Regions from separate parts of the Mus musculus genome. Here region 1 is linked to region 2. Evidence: chromatin contacts called from public HiCAR-type data. All regions are on one chromosome and are shown on one strand. Each heading gives the region's core, a stretch centred on a gene start, on an enhancer-like site or on the middle of the called end of the contact. The rest is flanking DNA. Distances are from core to core; before and after follow the strand shown. Region 1 has its middle 14 kb from the start of Rbm17. Region 2 has its middle 25 kb from the start of Prkcq.

What was found. HiCAR-type assays count read pairs that join an accessible place to other places.
Region 1: a contact with region 2 is called in a HiCAR-type map of Th17 cells, with 7 times the contacts expected there. The contact joins two enhancer-like sites.

What each region holds. Positions count from the first base shown.
Region 1 is chr2:11,615,470-11,619,266 of GRCm38.p6, forward strand. No RefSeq gene overlaps it. Among named protein-coding and RNA genes, the nearest start is that of Rbm17, 14 kb to the left of the region's middle. Within about 2 kb of position 1,477, at least 18 of the 459 cell types and tissues checked have an H3K27ac peak or open chromatin away from gene starts, as enhancers often do. A contact at or near this core is called in Th17 cells, where this site is marked.
Region 2 is chr2:11,145,399-11,149,329 of GRCm38.p6, forward strand. No RefSeq gene overlaps it. Among named protein-coding and RNA genes, the nearest start is that of Prkcq, 25 kb to the right of the region's middle. Within about 2 kb of position 1,428, at least 4 of the 459 cell types and tissues checked have an H3K27ac peak or open chromatin away from gene starts, as enhancers often do. A contact at or near this core is called in Th17 cells, where this site is marked.

The DNA of each region.
Region 1 (3,797 bases), core at 227-2,726, 470 kb after region 2:
AATGTTGAATAATCAAGCTTTAATTTGTATATTTATCAATATATATCTCAGAGCTTACAATTACTTAAAATTGTTCATCCCTCAGATACTGTAAATTCTCAAATTTGCAATGGTTTATGCATATACAACTCATAAAAAAATGCTGTTATTTTTAGAAGACTGTTTTTGGACATTTAAAATTTTGTCACTAGACCCACTAGACCTGTAGAGTTCCCCCTAAAAGGGCACACCTACAAGTGCCTGGCAAATACAGGAGTTGATGCTCACAGTCATCTATAAGATGGAACACAGGGCCCCCAATGGAGAAGCTAGAGAAAGCACCCAAGGAGCTGAAGGGGACTGCAACCCTATAGGTGGAACAACAATATGAACTAACCAGTACCCCCAGAGCTCATATCTCTAGCTGCATATGTAGCAGAAGATGGCCTAGTTGGCCATCATTGGGAAGAGAGGCCCCTTGGTCTTGCAAACTTTATATGCCCCAGTACAGGGGAAAGCCAGGGCCAAGAAGTGGGAGTGTGTGGGTAGGGGAGCAGGGTGGGGGGAGGGTATAGAGAAATTTTGGGATAGCATTTGAAATGGAGATAAAGAAAATATCTAATAAAAATAAAAGAAAAGAGCAAGCCTTCCAGGTATAGCAACTGAACCCCTCATAACAAGTCATAGTAAGACTAAGAACACACCCTCATTTCAAGGCTGGATGAGGCAACCCAGTACGAGGAAAAGGGTCCCAAAAGTAGGCAAAAGAGTCAGAGACTGTCCCTTTTCCCACTGTTAAGAGTCATAGAAGAACACTAAGCTACACAACCATAATACACATATAAAGGACCTAGTTCAGACCCATGCAGGCTCTCTGCTTGTTGCTTCAGTCTCTATGAGCACCTTTCAGCTTTGCTTAGTTGATTCTCTGGGCTGTGTTCTTGTGGGGTTCTTGACCCCACTGGCTCCTCCAATCCTTATTCCTTCCTCTCCTCTGTAGGATTCCCCAAGGTCCGCCTAATGTTTGACTGCGGGTCCCTACATCTGCTCCCATCTCTTGCTGGATGAAGCCTCTCTGATGGTGATTGTGCTAGCTTCAGGTCTACAAGTACAGTAGAACACCATTAGGAATCCTTTTATTGTCTTCCCCCCACCCCAGTTATGTTTCCTTCTGTGCTAGGTCTCAGGGCTATCCAGCCTCTGGATCCTGGCCATACAGACAGTGTCAGGAGTGGGCTCCCTCTCATGGTATGGGTCTCACACTGAACCAGTCATTGGTTGGCCACTCTTACAAGTTATGTGCCTTATGTGAGGCTATTTTTAATTCCAAGCTCCTGTATGCATACACCTAAAGTGACATGATAAATGTCTTCATCCTTCTAATCATGAGGTTCCCACCCTCAAACAGCATAAGAAGGCACTTGGTCTGAGTGATGTCTGCATGGAGGTCCGTCATCCTTCCCCTAGTGTCATTTACCTCATCCGCAATACACATGAACAGAAGCAAGTCTTTGATGGGTAGTACAGCTCTGAATGTCGACCTTCATGTGGTCCCCAGAGTATGTGATCAGGTCATCAAAGCCAATGTAAGCCAAGGTGGGGCATGATCGGGAAATGGGTTTATCTGTCATCTGAGGGTTTCGAGGGATTAGTAACCCTTTGAGTCACACACTTCTCACTCTCTGGGGCAGAAATGATGCAAGATGGCATGGCTCTGGCTCAGACGTTAAAACGTGGTTAAAACGGTAGCAGGGGAGTGCAGCTAGGAACCTTAGCATCAGCCGTCATATTTATTCCCAGTCACATGGAGGTTAGAGAACTCCCTGAAGTTATACAAATGGTGAGTACTGAGTTGTAATGAGAACCAAGCTCTGCCTGGCAGAGGCTGGTGTGGTTGGTCTGTACATTCAGCTGATTTATGGGAAGACAATTTTATGAGGAGCATGGCACTGTTGCTCTCTCCCAGGCATGTTTCTGACCTTGCCAGGTTTAGTTTTCAGTGTAGAGTCTCACTGGAACTCTCTCCTTATCCCCACTTTAACAAATGAGGCCATTATCAAGCCCTCTGTACACACCAAACCCCAGAAGGAAGGAGTTACATATTTAATTTATTTCTTCCAAGAGCTGTTACTCATTCACAAATGAAGAAAGGACAACTTTGGGAAGTTTTGGTCAAAGTTCATAAATGACCAACTCCACAGGTCCTGGGTTTGACTTCTTTCCGAGCTTATGAGAGATAGTGATGTTCATCTGCTTTCTGTTACTATAAACAAATACCTGAGATAATAAGCTTAAAGAGACAAAAGGTTTGCTTTGGGTTGCAGGGTTGAAAGTCTGGGTTCACAGCTGGTTGGCTCTAGTGCTTTAGAGGTATAATAAGACATATTGGTGGGTGCTCAGCAGAGGAGGGCTGTTCACTTCCTGGCAGGAGGGGCGGGATGTGAATTAATGTTGGATGTCTTCCTCGGTCACTCTCTATCTTTGTTCTTTCTTTTTTGAGACAGGATTTCTCACTTACCTAGACCTACCAATTCAGCTAGACTGGCTGGCCAGTGAGCCACCGCTAGCATGGGTATGACAGGCACATGCCACCACACTAGGCTTTTTATTCGAGTCTAGGGAATTAAATTAGGGCCCTCCGCCTGTGCAGTAAGCACGTTACCCATGCAGCTATCTCCTAGCTCTATGTATCTTTATTACTAACAATGTTCAAGTCTGAGTCTAACATATTGATATATTGGGCTCAGAGGAAATGGCTCAAAGACACAGCACTTGCTACGAAAACATGACGACCAGAGTTCACCCATGTAAAAGCCCACTGGGTGTGGTGGTTCTCCTATAATCCTAGCACTTGGGAGGAGACAGGGGATTGCTGGGATAAGCCAGCTAACTGGACCATACTAAGGTTCAGTGAAAAACTTAATAACTAAAGAGGATTACAATCAAGCAATACAGTCAACTTCTGGCATCCACATTCCCCACCACCCCCAACATGCCACCCAACATGTAATCACATGGAAATAGGCTGCAGGGGGCCTTACAGCTGCACCTGGGATGGCCTAGAAGGACAGTCCTTCACATGGGCAGATTGAAAGAAGCTATGCTTTGTGGGGGCATGAACACCTTTGTGTCTCATGTCTTTGATTCCAGAAAGCTTCCACCACGAAAAGCATACTAAAACAATTCAGCAGAAAACACCATGGTGTGTCAGTCATGGCTGTGGATCATCAAAGTGCTAGCATGTAGTCACTGAGTGAAAGGGCAAGCATAGCAGACATGAAGGCCACCCAGGAGCACAGGGGCACACAGTCCCACCTACCTAGGCTGATTGTACCTCAGCCTGAACCACTTAGCAGCTCCTGGCCAAAGGAGACTAGAGTAGTTTGCCAAAGACATCATTGCAATTCTGACTCAGAAGTGGTTGTCTATAGTATTGTCTTATGTGTGCTGCAGGTGGCAGGGTCACAGGGGCATGGCTACCCAAACCTATGTATTCTAGACACTAGACATAGAGCTTTGGGTTTGGTATCTGCCTGTGGTTCAGTCTTGCTTTAGTCAACCGTTTCGTGATCTACCTCATTCCTCCCTTTTAGAATAAATTGGTTTGTTTTTCCTCTGTGTTGTTTTATATTGGCAGCATGACACTTTAAAGTATTACATTTATTTAGTTAGTTTTTATGTGGAGTGTGTGGTGTATATATGGTATGTATGCACGTGTATGTGTGTTTGTATGTGTTTGTGTGTGCATGCATGTGTGCATGTATGTGTATGTATGTGCATTTGTATGTGGTGTGTATGTGGTATGTATATGGTATGTA
Region 2 (3,931 bases), core at 178-2,677:
AAAGGTCACAGGACAAGACATCTGCAGTCAGGAAGCAGAGAGACGTGCCAGCTGCTGCTCATCAGGTGTCCCCCTTTTTATTCAAGAGAGATGGATACACACTTTTGTCACAGGACTGGAAAATGGTACTAACCTGGAAACCTTCTCTTACTTTGGACAGCTTTCTTTTATAGTACTGGAAGACTATGTAGACTCCCAGGGGAGAAAAGTTTATCAACAGCCTTGCTCAGATATAAACTTTGTGAGATATAGTAATATTTGGCTTGGCAAGACATGCCTACTGATACAATGGTGGCATGGTGGTTTTCGTAGTTACCAACTTCTTTCCGCTTTATAGTCACCCCATGGGAGGGTGTCACTCACAGTCAGGATGGGTTTTCCACCTTCAATTACCTCAGTCTAGAAACTATCTCAAAGACACTCCAGAGATCTGTCTTCTACATTCTAGATCTTATGAAGCTGAGAATCACTCTTAACCATTGCTCTTACAAAGGACCTAACGCAAATCAAGATAGATGAGGTAGCAACCTATATCAGCATCACCGTTACAGCATCACTATATCAACATACACTGTTTAAGAGCACAGCACTTAATAGCGTGATATGTAACTTTTCCCTTTGGGGCTGGTGAATTTTACTCCTAGATACTAACCTACCTCAAGAAACATTCCTCTCTAAAAGTGGCTCTTTTTTGTTTTGTTTGGTTTGGTTTGGTTCTGTTTTGTTTCTGCAGTGAGTCAACTGTCACTTCTCACCTATCACCCACAATACCTTCCACACACTCTTTTTTTTTTGATATTTTCTTTATTTACATTTCAAATGTTATCCCCTTTCTCAGCCCCCTGCCCCTCAAAACCCCTATCCCATCCTCCCCCACTGCTTCTATGAGGGTGTTTCTTCAAACACCCACCCACTTCCACCTCCCCACACTCAGTTCCCCTACACTGGGGTATCTATGGAGCCTTCATAGGACCAAGGATCTCTCCTCCCATTGATGCATGGCAAGGCCTTTCTCTGCTACATATGCAGCTGCAGCCATGTGTACTCCTTTGTTGATGGCTTAGTCCCTGGTTGGTTGGGGATTGGTTGGTTGATATTGTTGTTCTTCCTGTGGGGTTACAATTTCCTTCAACTCCTTCGGTCCTTTCTCTAACTCCTCTATTGGGGAACCCACACTCAGTCCAAAGGTTGGCTGCAAGCTAAAAGTGACTCTTTTTAACAAGTGCTTTTGTACTGTTTTTAGAGCCCAATGGTTATTTCAACCAATTAGCACATTCATCCATCCAATTTTGTAGCAAAATGAACTTAATTTTGCAGGAGCCATGCCTGCATCTGTAAGTTGTTTTCAAGGAAGGATGCTAAAAGGAGTAAGACACCTTCAATGACCCATACAGTCCATTGATGAGTAGTTTCCATTGTAAATGTGAACACACAGATTTCTTTCTTGTGAGCCCTTTGTTGTACTGATACAGTGGAATGACTCACACGTTGGCAGTTGCTCATCATGTCCCCAAATTATCAGAAATGTCTATAGGTCTACACGCAGACGTTGCCTCTTTCTTCTCATATCTTATTTTGAAAAGTCTCCACTCAGACCCTTGTATATGTTTGCAGATGTAAATTCTAACAAATTAAAACATTGAATGTAAGCCAAACAACAGAACAGAAATTGCAAAACTAAATGAACATGTCAAAGTGAAAATCTTTAGCATCTTGCCAGCTAACCTATAGAACTCTTATTTTTACCAAGTTTACCCAGTGTTTCATCCAGTTCCCTGGAACTCTGAGCAGACATAAGGATGAGGTAATCACTATAATGTAGATCTCAGCCAGCTGCCTGACCCCAGGGAAGGACAGGTGACTAGGAGCCACAAGCTAGGGGTCCATGCCATGAGCCGGCTCTACCTCCCCATCTTCCTGAACTAAAGTCCAGATCAGTCCAGATTTCTGACCCTCACACATTATAACACTTGGACTAATTTCTCCCTACAAAGCATTTCCACTTCTTCATGCCCAGAGGATTTCCATCCCTCTGCCTCATTAAGTCTTCTTCTTCTCATAAGGACTGCCACCTTTCATATGATCAAATATGTGGCCTAGCCTGATTTATGCCACCACTTCATGGCATTATATAAATTTCAACACCCCTTATTTCATTATTTATTTTGGATAGTAACCACTTTATTGAAACACAATTTATTTATCATGAGAAGAATGCATTTGATGTGTATAATATAATGATTTTCTATGTGTTCTGTTTGGGGCAACCATCACCACAATTAATTTTTGAATATTTTTATTACATTTGAATAAGTTGTGTCTCTTTTTCTTCTGTGATCACTCTTAGAGAACTGATAATCTCCTGTTTTGTTTTCTATGGGTTTAACTATTCTGGACATTTTGTGTAAATGGTGCAGTAGAGATTATCAGTATCATTATTGATCCTAGCTTTCTTCTTAAAGACTCATATTGAAATCTCCAAGGTTTTCACAAACTAACACTATTTGATCAGCACCATGGGTCTGAGGAAAGGAGGACAGCTTCTGAATCCCATTGGGTGATAGCACCAAGGGGACACAGGAGACAGCCAAGACGAGGTCAAAGCTCATCTTGACAACATCCTTTGCTGTAAAATGAAGCTTTACAAAGATTAACACAGTATCCTAAAATCCAGTTAGCAATCGCTAGCGTGTAATGTATATCCCCCATGTGGGAGATTCCATTGCTGTAGCTGATATTCTATTCCAGGGAAACAATACTCGTGTGATCCCAGTTAAAGTCCCATTAACTCACTACTGTCACTGCAAGACACCTGTTCCCAGCAGCTCCCAGAATGCAAAGTGTTCTCTCGAAGCCCTTTGGTCCTCTTTCCATCAACACATTTGTTTTAAATATGGGGGACTTCCACTTATCTCTTAGACTGAGCCTCATTGAAGGGATCATCAGGAACAGGAAGGTGACGAGATGGAGTAATGGAGTAAATATGAACAAAAAACACTGTACATATACATGAAACCATCATAACTATTCATTATGGTGCATAATTAATGTATGTTAAGAAAAGCATTAGAAAAAGACTTACCTTCTGAAATGTTCTCTAAAATGTTCCCAAAAGGCTTTTCTCCCATTCCTCACCAAGGGACCCTTCCTTGGCTCTCTCTTACTGTTCTGGTTTCCCAGTGCTATGTTATATCCTAGTATCTCCCTTCATTCCCTGTTCTTAGCCTTAGAACAGAATGTGTGGCCTTAACCTCTACACCTACATTCTCTGACTAATGCTCAACAAATACTTCCTTCTTAAAGGAATAAAGATATGACTGAATAGAAGACAAAAGTGCTAGTAGGTAGCAAATGCCTTTAGTCTCCACATTCAAGAGGCAGAAGCATGCAGTCTCTGAGTTCGGGGCCAACCTTATCTACATTGAGAGTTCCAGGCTATCCAGGGATACACAGTAGTCTTCTCAAACACAAAGAGTGAGTGAGTGAGAGAGAGATGGGTGGAGAGATGGAGGGAAGAGGGTAGAGAGAGAGAAGAGGCCACGGAGGGAAGAAGGGAGGGAGGGCAAGGAATCGCTCAAGTTGCTTTTCTGTATATTCTTCCACAGCAGAGCTGAGATGCAAGCCAGTCTTATCTGAAAACTCCTGGTAGCAAACCAGCACTCTGTTTGGGAGCTAAAAGTGGCATGGCAGCATTTCTCCAAAGAAAAGTGATTCCTGGGTTTCCACTAGTCTGCCCAGAGGCTAAGGTATAAGAAAAGCAGACCACTTGGTCTAGCTTGGGCAAAGGAGCATCACACAGTTGTAAAGCTCTGTTTCGCTGGCACCGGTCAAACAAGAGGCCAGAGGCATCTGCATTCCCCGATGACATCACTTTGCCCTGCCTTTCACAATACAGGGGAAAATGCCAGGGCAAATTTCCAGTTTATCTAGA